2 separate regions of the Rattus norvegicus genome follow, and region 1 is linked to region 2. Evidence: chromatin contacts called from public Hi-C data. All regions are on one chromosome and are shown on one strand. Each heading gives the region's core, a stretch centred on a gene start, on an enhancer-like site or on the middle of the called end of the contact. The rest is flanking DNA. Distances are from core to core; before and after follow the strand shown. Region 1 overlaps Sfi1 (SFI1 centrin binding protein). Region 2 holds the start of Pisd (phosphatidylserine decarboxylase).

Region 1 (7,084 bases), core at 1,375-3,874, 44 kb after region 2:
GGAACATCAGACGACAAAGAACAATGGCGTTTGGGTCCAAGCTTGCAGGATCTCTCCCGCCTTCCCTCCTACTGCAGCCACCTCCTCTCATTTGCTGTTGAAAACAGCAGGGAGAAACAGCTGTCTCTGCTGTAACAAACAACCTACATGGGTTTCAGAAGGGTCACAGCCATGGCTCCTCCACCAGAGGACCTGAGTTTGAATCCCAGCACCACCTTGTTGGCTCACACACATGTGGAACTCCAGCCCCGGGGATCCAGTGCCCTCTTCTAGCCTCTACAGGCACCAGGCACACACAGTGGTATGCAAACATACATAGTATGCATGGTAGGCAAAACACCCATACACATAAAATAAAAGCAGACCTTTTAGAAAAAGCTATGGGACAGACACTAAGTTATCTCTGCCCACTAAAAGGACCAGAACAAGGCAAACACAGTGGAACAACTGCTCACAAGGCCTCTCCCTCCTAGACCACTGCTCACGTTCATCTACAGCTATTTGCACTCTTCCTCTCTTAGCACTTACAAAATCAGGAACGCAGTGCTCAGCACCCAAGCAGTGCCAGGACATCAATTCCTCAATAAAAATACAGTTAACAAACTCATAATACAAAAATGGATGATGAAGGTAGAGCTGCACACTAATTTAACATTTTAAAACAATAGCTACAATAGTACATTTTAAATACCTTATTTTTACTTAAATAATTTCTTGGGGCTGGAGAGATGGCTCAGTGGTTAAGAGCACCCGACTACTCTTCCAGAGGTCCTGAGTTCAATTCCCAGCAACCACATGGTGGCTCACAACCATCTGTAAAGAGATCCGATGCCCTCTTCTGGTGTATCTGAAGACAGCTACAGTGTACTTATATATAATAAATGAATAAATCTTTAAAAAAAATAAAAATAAAAATAAATTTCTTAAGGTTGGGGAGATGGCTCAAATGGTGAAGTGTTTGCTATGCAAGCTTGAGACCCGTCCACATAAGCTCTGTAACCTCCATGCTGGGGACTAGAGTCAGGAGGCTTCCCTGGAAGCTCAGCAGTTGTCCAGCCAACCCAGCTGATTGGTGAGTTCCAGGTTCAGTGAGAACCTGTCTTAAAAAGTAAGGTAGAGCCTGGTATGGTGGTGATCTTGGGAGGCAGAGGCAGAACGATTTCTATGAGTTTGAGGCCATCGAGGCCTACATAGTAAGATCCTGTATCCAAAAAATAAAAGTAGAAGGTGAGGAAGAAACCATCTTCATATATATGTGCAATCACACTTTAATACATGCACATACACTAAATAAACAAATAAAAATTCTTCCTGTCCGCAGATATCCTGGACACTGCTAAGTCACAGGTATTATCTGATAACTAATGGTAAACCCATTTCACAGAAGAGAAAAAAGAAATATGGAGAGGTAAAATAACTCAATGATGCATGTGGGTTCCGAGCTAAGTAAGCGGAGCTGTAAAGCTAGCAGGCTGTACTCAGAACCCATCTCCTGAGCTTTTAAATACTGACATTCAGGACCCAGAGAACCACCAGAGGCAAAGCACAGAACCAGTTACAAAGAGGCTTTGTTACATGAATCAAGAGTCAAAGTAGACGTCCCCAGCTCCGAAAAAAAGAAAAAAGAAAAAAAAAAAAAGAGTCAAAGTAGACTTTGTGTCAAGGGCCACGCAGAGGGAACAACAAATGGCTTTAGAATTCATGGAATTCAGCCTACCAGGTACCATAGCCATGATGGGTGCCTTGGAGAGGCAGAACCCCGAGGACTCATGTCCTGAGAACTGTGGAGTTTTGCTGTGTTGTTATCTTTTTTTTTTTTTTTTTTGGTTCTTTTTTTTTTTTTTTTTTTTCAGAGCTGGGGACCGAACCCAGGGCCTTGCGCTTCCTAGGTAAGCGCTCTACCACTGAGCTAAATCCCCAGCCCTGTTGTTATCTTTTTTTAAAAGATTTATTTATTCATTTATTATATATAAGTACACTGTAGCTGTCTTCAGACACACCAGAAGAGGGCATCGGATCCCATTACAGATGGTTGTGAGCCACCATGTGGTTGCTGGGAATTGAACTCAGGACCTCTGGAAGAGCAGTCAGTGCTCTTAACCACTGAGCCATCTCTCCAGCCCGCTCTGTTGTTATCTTAATCTAAGAATTGTACGGAAACGCTACTGGGCATCCAGCCCCTCACTGGGCAGACTCTCTGGCACTCACCATAACAGAACTTGATCTTTCTCAAGCACTGCTGCTGGGATAGATCAGTGACTCAGTCACCACTCTTGGGCAGAACTTAGAAATGCAGCCTGTTAGCAATGACCACCACCCTCAGAAAGCATTTGGAAAAACAGATTGTTAGAGATGCTAGTTAAGATGTTTTTGTTAGGGGGTTGGGGATTTAGCTCAGTGGTAGAGCGCTTGCCTAGGAAGCACAAGGCCCTGGGTTCGGTCCCCAGCTCCGAAAAAAAGAACCAAAAAAAAAAAAAAAAAAAAAGATGTTTTTGTTAGTGGCTCTGATGTAGAAAACCTTAGAGAACAATTTGAAGTTGAGCTAGGGATTCTCTAAGGTCAGGGAATAAGAACAATGGCTGCTGACCAGCACTAGCTGCCTTCTAGCTAAAGCAAGATCAAGTTGATGATTAACTTTTTGTACCCACTTCTGCCCTCAGATTCCTGATATCACGTAATAAATTGTTAATGCACCCTGAGGATTTAAAGTAGAAGTGACTTATTTTTTTATATAAAGGTAGATTTGTAATTCTTTTAAGATTTTTATAAGATTCTTTTTTTTACCATAAATGAGATAGTTGATCCTTTCTTTGTAACCACAAATTGTTGCCCGCCAGTAAGAAAAACTTGCTGAGAAATTTATCTTGCTTGCTCGTACTTTGTTAATCTATAAGTTACTTAGTTACGAATGTATGTGAGTTCTTAGGAATCATTTGTTTTTCCTTTTTTTTTTTAACATGCACTAGGTACTGTATTAAGGAACATACTGTTTTTTATAATCATTCATTAGAGAAAAAATAGAATGTAATCACATTGTAATTTTATTGTAATTTTATATTGCTTAAAAGGTTCTGCTGGGATATATAAACTATGGGAGAAAAAATAAAAGTTGAAGCCTGTTTGTTGGAGCTTTGCTCTATCCACTCAATGTGTGACTGTGTGTGACTCTGTGTGTGTGACTGTGTGTGTGTGTGTGTGTGTGTGAGAGAGAGAGAGAGAGAGAGAGAGAGAGAGAGAGAGAGAGATTCTTTTCCTCCCCTTTTCTTTTTCTTTCTTTTTTCACTTGCCTCTTACAGTCCCCAAAGGAATTCTTCATTGGCCTCCCAAGGAGCATTCTCACTGGACCCAGTCAATTGCCAACTCCACACCCCACCTCAGTTTACCCTGGATGTCAAAGCTGGTCTTTGATAACTTTGTTCTGTGTGTGTGATGCTGGTGAGATGCTGTGCAGAGCAGTGGCTACAGAGAACAGTGAGTCCTGGTGAAATGCAGTGCAGTGACTGCAGTGGACAGTGATCCTGGTGAGAGGCAGTGCAGTGACTGCAGTGGACAGTGATCCTGGTGAGAGGCAGTGCAGTGACTGCAGTGGACAGTGAGTCCTGGTGAGAGGCAGTGCAGTGACTGCAGTGGAAAGTGATCCTGGTGAGAGGCAGTGACTGCAGTGGACAGTGATCCTGGTGAGAGGCAGTGCAGTGACTGCAGTGGACAGTGATCCTGGTGAGAGGCAGTGCAGTGACTGCAGTGGACAGTGATCCTGGTGAGAGGCAATGCAGTGACTGCAGTGGACAGTGATCCTGGTGAGAGGCAGTGCAGTGACTGCAGTGGACAGTGATCCTGGTGAGAGGCAGTGCAGTGACTGCAGTGGACAGTGATCCTGGTGAGAGGCAGTGCAGTGACTGCAGTGGACAGTGAGTCCTGGTGAGAGGCAGTGCAGTGACTGCAGTGGACAGTGATCCTGGTGAGAGGCAGTGCAGTGACTGCAGTGGACAGTGATCCTGGTGAGAGGCAGTGCAGTGACTGCAGTGGACAGTGAGTCCTGGTGAGAGGCAGTGCAGTGACTGCAGTGGACAGTGATCCTGGTGAGAGGCAATGCAGTGACTGCAGTGGACAGTGATCCTGGTGAGAGGCAGTGCAGTGACTGCAGTGGACAGTGATCCTGGGGAGAGAAAGTGCAGTAACTGCAGTGGAAAGTGATCCTGGTGAGAGGCAGTGCAGTGACTGCAGTGGACAGTGAGTCCTGGTGAGAGGCAGTACAATGGCTGCATCAGACAGTGAGCCCTCATTTTTTTTTCAATGATAAACTGACAAGAGTTTAGAAAAGTCCTTCAACTTTTCCGAGCCTTACTGTACATGATGATGTATGTAGTAATGTACTTACATTTTATGCCAAGAATTGAATAAAATGTGTTGCATTTTAACACATACATGGCCCTACCTGTGGGTGCAGACCTATAACCCCAACTATTTGGCTGAGTCAAGAGGGCTGAAAGCCAAATACTAACAAGTTTGGGCTACAGAGAGAATTCAGGGCCAGATTACACAAAATAAGAAGTAAAAATACAACTGAGGATCTGAGCATGGTAGAGTTTGGTTTAATCCCAGCACTCAAGAAGCAAGCAGAGATAGGCAGATATCTGTGAGTTCAAGGCCAGCCTTGTCTACAAAGGAAAGAAAGACAGTTAAGGACAAAGCTCAATGGTGGAGTATTTATCAACCACATGATAGACCCTACATTCACTCCCCTATACTACCATCCTAATTGGTATTTCTATTGCTGTGGTGAAACACTATGACCAAAGCAACTGGCAAGTTAAGGGTTTATTTGGCTTAATCATCCATATCATGGTTCATCAATGAAGGAAGTCAGGACAGGAACTCAAACAGAAAAGGAACATGGAGGGAGGAGCTGATGCAGAGACCACTGAGGGATACTGTTTACAGCTCGCTCCTCATGGCTTGCTCAGCCTGCTTTCTTATTGAAGCCAGGACCACCAGTCCAGGGATGGCACCAACTACAATGAGCTGGGCCCTCCCCATCAATCATTAATTAAGAAAATGCCCTACAAGCTTGCCTACAGCCCAATCTTATGGTAGTGTCTACTCAAATGATGTTCCCTTCTTTTGGATAACCAACCCTAGCTTGTGTCAAATTGACATAAGACTAGCTGGCTCACATCCCTACCCCAGAATTATATACACAAAGTTAACAAGGCTTAGAACACTATAAGCACTTAATTAGAATTAATCATGATTATATAAAAATTCAACATTATAGTTGAATGCTATCAACCAATGGGTATTTACAGGTATCACCTGTGTTCTAGGCACTGTGCTGAGATGAGTGAACTAAAGCATCACCAACGCCAAGGTAAAATGCTGTGTGCTGACCCATGGCACCCCACACGCACCATAAGACACTCCGCCTCCGAAACTCTAGAGCAGTGCTCTTCATGCGAAATTTGGTCCTACGAGCAACCATGTATATTAACCAGGACTTCCAGGCGTGGCGCATCTTCTGTTTCATATCTGGAGATGTCAAAGAGATATCGTTATTAAGAAGGTGGAAACCAGACTGGAGGGATGGCTCAGCGGTTAGAGCATCTACTATTCCTGCACAGGGCCAGATCAGTTCCCAGCAGCCACACTGGGCAGCAGGTCATAACCACGTGTGACTCCAGCTCCAGGATGGATCTGCCTTTCTACACAGACACAGGCACATAAACATAACTGAAAATAAAGTCTGAAAAAAATAAAATGGGTAGAGAGGGACAGTGAGATGGCTCAGTGAGTAAGGGGTTTGCTGCCAAACCTGGTGGTCTGAGTTCAATCTCTGGAGCCCATACAGAAGGAGAGCAGTAACTCCTGCAGGCTGTCTTCTGACTTCGCACGGGGCATGCATGGGATACAGCAGCCCCACACATTTAAACAAATACACAATGTAAGAAAACATTTAAAGGGTGTGAGGAATATATTATTTTTGGTTATGATACCAGCTCAAAGACCTTCGTACTTAGCCCATCTTCAAAGCCAGTATCTGTTCTCCAGCCTGCAAGTGCCCTCTGCTGGAAATACTGTGTAGTGTTACAAAATGAGCAAAGATTCAGGACAGCTCAAGTGACAAGTGGTGATGTTTAAGCTTTTAAAGGTAAACTGCACTCCGCCCACTATGCTGCACCCCTGGTCCCTCCTCCTTCTGTTCTTCTGAGACCAGGTCTCTATGTAGCCTGACTGGTTTGGAACTCCCTCTAGGAAGGTAGATCAGGCTACCCTCAAACTCAGAATTCGCTTACTTCTGTCTCCCAATGTGCTGGGATTAAAGGTATGCACTACTACATCTGGCCTTATATTTCAAGACAGGGCCTCTCAGTAAACTTTAAGCTCACCAATCAAACTAGACTAGCTAACCCAGAGAGCCACAGGAATCCTGCTGCTTCCACTTCCTGATGCTAGGAGTGGAAGCATGCCTGGTGTTTTACATGGGTGGTAAGGAATCAGACTCAGGTCCTCACGCTTGCCTTGCAAAGCAGTTCAGTGACACCCATTTTCCCAACCATGGAGACAATCTTTTACCTTCAGCCTCATCCATCATAACTATAAATAACAAGGAAGGCAGCAGGAGACACAGCACCATGAAAATGCACATCACTTACAATGTAAAACCATCTATGCAACCAGGATGTTGGTGGCTCACAACTTTAATCCTAGCATTCTAGAGGCAGAGGCAGGTGGATCTCTGTGAGTTCAGGGTAGCCTGGTCTACAGAACGAGTTCTAGAACAGTCAGGGCTACACAGATAAACCCTGTCTCAAAAAAGACAAAAACCAGGCTGGAGAGATGTCTCAGTGGTTAAAAGCACTGACTGCTCTTCCAGAAGCCCTGAGTTCAAATCCCAGCAACCACATGGTAGCTCACAACCATCTGTAATGAGACATGATGCCCTCTTCTGGTGTGTCTGAAGACAACTACAGTGTACTCACATACATGAAATAAATAAATAAATAAATAAATAAATAAATAGACAAAAACCAAAACCCAAACCAACCAACCAACCAACCAACCAAAGACAATCTATACCTTAAAATAA
Region 2 (6,059 bases), core at 2,275-4,774:
AACCACCACAGCTTCAGATTGATGGTCCGCCTGCCTCAGCTCCCCAGTGTCTGATTCCATGGGGACCTCCTGTGCAGTCTTTTCTTTCTAATGTGCGTGCTTGTGCTCATGTGTGTGCTTGGGGTAGGAGCGGGTGCTGTGTAGGCACAGAAAATGCAGTGTGATCAAGATCACAAGACGGCCTCAGCTGTCAGTCTTTGGGCTCCTTGGAGACAGGTCTCTCACTGACTTGGATGTGCCCATATAGTGAGCTTACAGAGATGCACCTCAGTTTGTCATGCCTGGGGTACAGGGGCACAGCAGCACACTTTCATGGTTTTGGGCTTTTTTTTCCCACACCAGATTTTGTTTAGGAGGATCCTGGGGAATCTAAACTCAGGCAAGCACTTTACCAACGGAGCCATCTCTCCAGCCTTGTAAACACTTTAGTATGGAGTACAAAAGTTAAGAAGATGAGTTACTACAGGGAGTGCCTCTGCCCAGTAGCTTTTAATACTGAATTTGGTTTATCTCCACCTGCTGTATTTTTTCTTTGCAGTTTTTAAAAGTACATCGCACTGTGAATTCTTGCCTTAAAATACTGTTTTATACACCCGAGAAACATAAGCGAGGATGCTTATTTTGGGCTTAGCCTTGGGCCTCTTGTATAAACATGGCCTGAGGAGCAGTGGAGGCGGCTGTGCGGAGGCCAGGCTTGGGCTGGGGTGCCAGGCTGCCCAAGGACACCCACTTAGCCTCCTTACTTTTAGCTCGTCCTAGAGTTGTGTTTCGGTGTGGGTACAAGAGTGTAGCTTGAGGAGGGCTTACGCAGGGCTGCCGTTGACTTTCCGCAGTTGTTAGATGAGGCCGTGTAGGTGCAGGCAGGGCGTGTGCAGTAGGTGCTGAGAGAGTTGTGCCTGTTTAAATGGGCAAGTAGTGAACTCGCTGGGGAAAGCCTACCTCCTGCCTAGCCTCTGTGGCAGCGCAGTGTCTGGAGCAGTACTCTGACACTGCTGGACCTGCCCTCAGAGAACTCTGGGTTCTAGAGGAGGACTCTCAGGGGTCTCCAGGCCCTACCGTTGCTGCTTCTGTGCTGTGAGGGACCCATGGCTCTGAGACATTTGGCCACTCTGTTAGGTGGCTCAGGCTGTGCTGCCATGTGGCCAACTCCAACTCGTACTCCAGTCTAACGTCTCCTCCTGCCTCCCTCAGCTGAGGCATAACTGTACCACTGGGAGATTGCCAGCCTTTCCATTGTGTGGGAAAGCTAAGGCCTGTGTCTAAGCATGTGCAGTTTAAAAACAAGGCCAGCCTATAGTTCAACATCTTAGGATGTTGAGGCAGGGGGATTGCCATAATGTCAACACTATTCGGGAACTGTTTAGTGATTTCCAGGCTAATCTGGCTACTGAGTGAGACTCTAGATATCTTGACAGAAATAGAATAGGACAGGATAGCATAAAATAAAATAGGAAACAAGTAAGGCCTGTCTCCTAGGCAGGTAGGTGATGACTTGGAAGCTTGGGGTGCTGTGCTTTCTGCTGGGCTTATCCTGCCCTAAAGCAAGCCATCTCTCGGTATCCATGTAGTGCTCTCAACTGGAGGTGAGTGTGCTGGGCCGTGGGCTTTCTAGACATTGTCTTTGGAGATGTTCCTAAGAGACATTTCTGAACAAAGAAGAGGAATTGGGGAGGGCTCAGAGAACCTTGTGTGGTGAACGTTCCATGCTTGCCCAGGCTTTTTAACTATACGTGTGGGAAATGAGCCTGCCTGTGACTTGTTGTGCTTCTCAGAGAAAGTAGCCATATTTACCTCTGGACACTTGGGTAATAAGAGGTGACGGAGCACCTGCTGTCCTTGTCCATCAACTACGCATCATCCCTGACACAGGGCATTAGACAGTGTTCAGACAGGGAATGCCAGAAGTCACCCATGAAAGTCACCCACCTTGGGTCCAGCTTGTGTTCTACTAAGGGGCTCCAGATCCCTTGCCTTCCTTTGCTGGCAGCTAAATGATCTTCAAGCCTGCTGACTCTCCCATTGGCACTAGGTAGCAGTTTCAGCCAAGAAGGACCCAGAATAGAGGGGCATGGGTATCCCAAAGGGACCTCAGTGTAGTGAATTAATCTTATAAGTGGGGTGGGGTTCACCAGAAAGAAATTCATGTGTAAACTATCACTTGAAATCCTAAAAGTGTTTGTTTACAAAAAAGACATGTGGTGCCCAGGCCCCCAGGGATCAAGCTCAGGTCTCCTCCTTGCAAAGGGAATGTTTTACAAACTGAGCTACTCCCCCAGACTCCAGATAATCTTCAGAGGCCAGGGACTAATTAGTACTATCTACTGGTGCACAGGTTGAGTGAATAAAGGCAGCTTCTGTGCGTTCTGTGTCCCCAGGCTCGCGGTGTGGTGTGGGTGTGGAATAATACCATGGAAGTCTCCCTGATAGCCCTCCAGTCTGCTTGCCTTTCCATAGCATAGTCCTTGAGCTTGTCACTGGTACTTGCTTGAGCTGGATCCAGGTGAAGAGGACAGGTGTGGGGAGCTGTGTCAAAACAATGTCAGTGTCTTTTCAGGTTTGTGGCCCACTGTCTGTAAGCCCTTTAACGGGATGTCATCTTCTTCCAATCAAGTTATTTTGGGGGTGAGATTCTGTCGAGGGGCTGTAAGTGTACCCTTTATAGTAGTCTAGCATGAAAAAACTAAGTCACCCAAGGCCACTCAGCCACTGCTGAGTTGACTACACAAACATGAATGAAATTCTAGAATGTTGACCTGCCCCACTTCCCCTGTAGATCTTCGGTTTCCCTAGAAAATGTTAGGCCCATTCATTTCCTCTTACGTTAATTGAGTGTGAGCTGGGCAGGTTATGGGTATAGGGTGGTCTGCTGACTGCAGCCGGGGATTTTCCCATTCAGTGTGAGGAGAAGACACATCCCTCAGGGTATTTCCAGCCCAGAAAGCACTGCGTTTTCTAGGCTGTGGGTGAGTAGTGGCTGTTCACAGCTACTCTTGTTCCCCTATCCACTTGGTCTAGGGTCTGGGCTTTATGTGTCGGAGTTTTGTTGCCCTGTGGAACAGATGAGGTTGGCAGGGTTAGCCTTGTTACTTCATGATCAGGTGTAGGAAGAAATTGCAAGGATTAACGTATTTGTAAAACTTCTGAAGGGGATGCCGGAAGTAGCTTTGTAATGAGGAAGACAGTCTTTAGCTGACTTGCAGGGTAGGTGACAAGTGCTGTAACCAGAAGCCAGCCAGAGACTAAGGATTCAGGATCCCTGAAGTTCCAGGAGGCATCCTCTGGGGAACGCTGGGCCCCTGCTGCTCTGCTAGGTGTTGATTGGGGAGCGGTCAAAGTCTTTGGTCAGTCTCGGGAGGATATGACAGGGTGGGGCTAGGGTCCCTGCTGGCCTCTTCCTCTTTTCTCCAGGCTGTAGCCCCTCCTCTTAAAGGGCCCTCCGGGCTTCTGGTACTTAGCTGGAGCTCACAGGGTGTGTTAGCTTTAACAGTGTCTGGTATTGCTCCTCCTGCCCCCGCCCTCAGCAGGAAACAGAGCCCCTGCCTACTCTGAGGTTAAAGCTTCAGAACCTAGCCAAACCCGGAGGACCTGAAGACCAGAGCCCAGAGACTGGAGTGAGGCTGTTTTCGGGAGTGACTGAGCTGATAGAAGCCACAAGTAGGACCTGAGGCAGCAGGCAAGCTTTTGAGGGGGCTCTCCCCTCCCTGTCTGAGGCCGGGAGGCCTGGGTGGGAGTGCCTTCCAGCACAATAGTTGGCTCTTTCACTGCCGGACCTGAGGAGTCCCTTCTGATGGCCCTGCTCTCCTGCCCCCCAGGCCCTCCTCAGTCGGTCTGCCTGAGCTCATTTCCTCTACTTCGTCCCCAAAAGGCTGGGCAGGAAGTGAACAAGATGCTGGGGGGTGTGGGAAGTACAGGCAGGATTTGGGGGTGGCTCTGGGCTCCCAGCATGCATTTTTCCTGTGCTGCCTCAGCCTGGGAGAGGGAGGCATCCTTCCTTGTAGACTTAACTTCAGAGGGCAAGGAATAGATGACTCTGCCTTGGGGCAAGAAAAGGTTTTTGTTTTGTTTTGCTTTTTTTTTTTTCTTTTTTTCTTTTTTTCTTTCTTTCTTTCTTTTCTTTTTTTTTTTTTTTTTTTTTTGAGAAGTTGAAGAACACTTGTCTGTCCTTGTCTCACTCCACCCCTCAGCCACTGACTTGGTGATAGGCCATCCAGCCTTCTCTTTGTCCTCTCTTCCAAACTCATGACTTCTCAGAAGAATTGCTGGATTTGCCCAGAGAGGATCCATTTTCTTGTCTGTTACTTCTGAAGTCTGTGTACCTCCAGCCCAGGAATACAGAGGCAGAAGGAGTTAGCTGCTTCCCTGGACACACCTGCCAGGTGTCCCAGCCTCAGGGAGCGTGGGAAGAAATGGCTGAAGACCCTAGGGTGGGAACCTGAGTGAAAGGGAGCAGGGGCTGCATGATCTGGGCATTGGAGGTCTCGTGCTCAGGAAGGGCTTGTTGCCTGCCTTCTATCTCCTGCCTAAACCAGAACCTACCTAGTCAGGAGGTGTGCACAGACTCCAGAGCACGCCTGTACCCCCACCCACAAACACACATGCCCACGCTACCCCACCTCTCACATCCGAACATACTTATGGCAGCTGCTAACTGGGCTGCTCCGTTTGTTGACTTCAGTTGGATGTTTCATTCCATTTGGGACCGACCAGGTATCTTGGCGTCTGTGGTGGATAGGGAAGGGCATGGGTATGAGCCCCAGAACAGCGTGTCCTCACAGAACCCTCCCATGTGCGTGCATCAGCCCTTACTCCTACTTACTGGCAGGACTGGCTCATCTTTGGGGCTCCCCTTTCAGAGCTGCCCATCTTTCCTTCTCATAGTATGTCTGTCTCCCTTGCTAGAAAGGGAGGTAAGACTTGGGGAGCCACGCGGTTGAGGTAGTAAAGTTTTTAAGGTTAGTCTGGCCTTGGTTATAGCCATGTCTGAGTCTCAAGGGAAGTCGGCAAAGAGGGTTCCCTGTTTCCAGATGAAGAAACAGGCGGAGAGAGCAGCAGTGATTTGCCCAGGCCTTGGCCAGCACTCAGGACTGCAGTGTCAGATATATGCTCACCATAGGTCCCTCTGAGTTCTCACAGGTTAGGTAACGGACGGACGCTCAGGCCATCATCCAAGTTGCACTTGGCTCTCAGAAGGGACTGTGGTATCTGCACTCGCCTGCCTGGGCTTCTTCAGGGAAGGGTATGGAGACAGGGAAGACTGGAGGCGTTGCTGTTGAAGTAGCTCCACTTTGGAGGTGAAACGGTAGACTGCTCAGGCCCCTCCCTGTCCTCGCAGCTCTAGGCTGGACAGACTGGACTCACTCAGCCTGTTCCCAGGGTGCTGTGTGGGGTCTGCTTTTGATGTTTTTAGGAAATGTGGACACACAGGTGTCCCAGTGTAGGAGGGAAGACTGTGGTTAAAGGCAAGAGTACACTGCTCATCCGTGCCCTCACTGTGGGCAAGTGCAGCCGTGTCCTTCCATCCCTTGGACAGGTCTTAGCGCCTCTTCAAGGAAGCAGCTCCCTGCCCCTGGTCCTTTGACCTGCCTTGCTGATGGCAGGAGGAACCCAGGCTACCCTGCCCTGGTGGGCCACCCAGCTTGTCCAAGACCCCAGCCTAGAAGGACTTGACTGGCCCTCATAGTGCTACGGAAGAACAAAATGAGTCTTGGTTGAGAACCTGTGTTTTAGCTGAGCTGTTTTTGCAGACTCGTGTTGAGAGCTGCCATAGTTAGCATCCTATTTGGTAGGACAGTAAGGAAATCTTGATGGGAAACGACATTCTTGGGGGAATGTGGTCCCCCCACATTCTACAAGGTCATAGGTGTTTCCTTATTAGTCTTGGGTGTGAGTTCTGCTCCTACTTCAAAGCCTGGACTTTGTAGAGCAAGGAAAAAGCCTCTGAGGGCCTGACACCAACTCACACGATGGCACATCACCCCTGAGCCCAGCTGCCTGGCCAAAGTGGTGTGCATGCACGCAGTGTAGCATGAGTGGGTGAGCACACTCGCTATTACGGTGGA

Evidence for each region. Hi-C and Micro-C count contacts between places; a contact is called where the count stands out from the background.
Region 1: a Hi-C map of Schwann cells shows a contact between it and region 2, with 4 times the contacts expected there. The contact joins the enhancer-like site here to the promoter of Pisd in region 2. A contact is called at or near these places in 2 of 12 Hi-C or Micro-C datasets (Schwann cells and liver).

Annotation. Positions count from the first base shown.
Region 1 is chr14:82,247,132-82,254,215 of GRCr8, forward strand. Sfi1 (SFI1 centrin binding protein) reads right to left here. Exons shown (of 33, transcript NM_001191682.1): 7 at 5,409-5,526. Among named protein-coding and RNA genes, the nearest start is that of Sfi1, 22 kb to the right of the region's middle. Within about 2 kb of position 2,625, at least 11 of the 93 cell types and tissues checked have an H3K27ac peak or open chromatin away from gene starts, as enhancers often do. A contact at or near this core is called in Schwann cells and liver, where this site is marked.
Region 2 is chr14:82,202,158-82,208,216 of GRCr8, forward strand. Pisd (phosphatidylserine decarboxylase) reads left to right here and starts at 3,525. Exons shown (of 8, transcript NM_001399650.1): 1 at 3,525-3,673.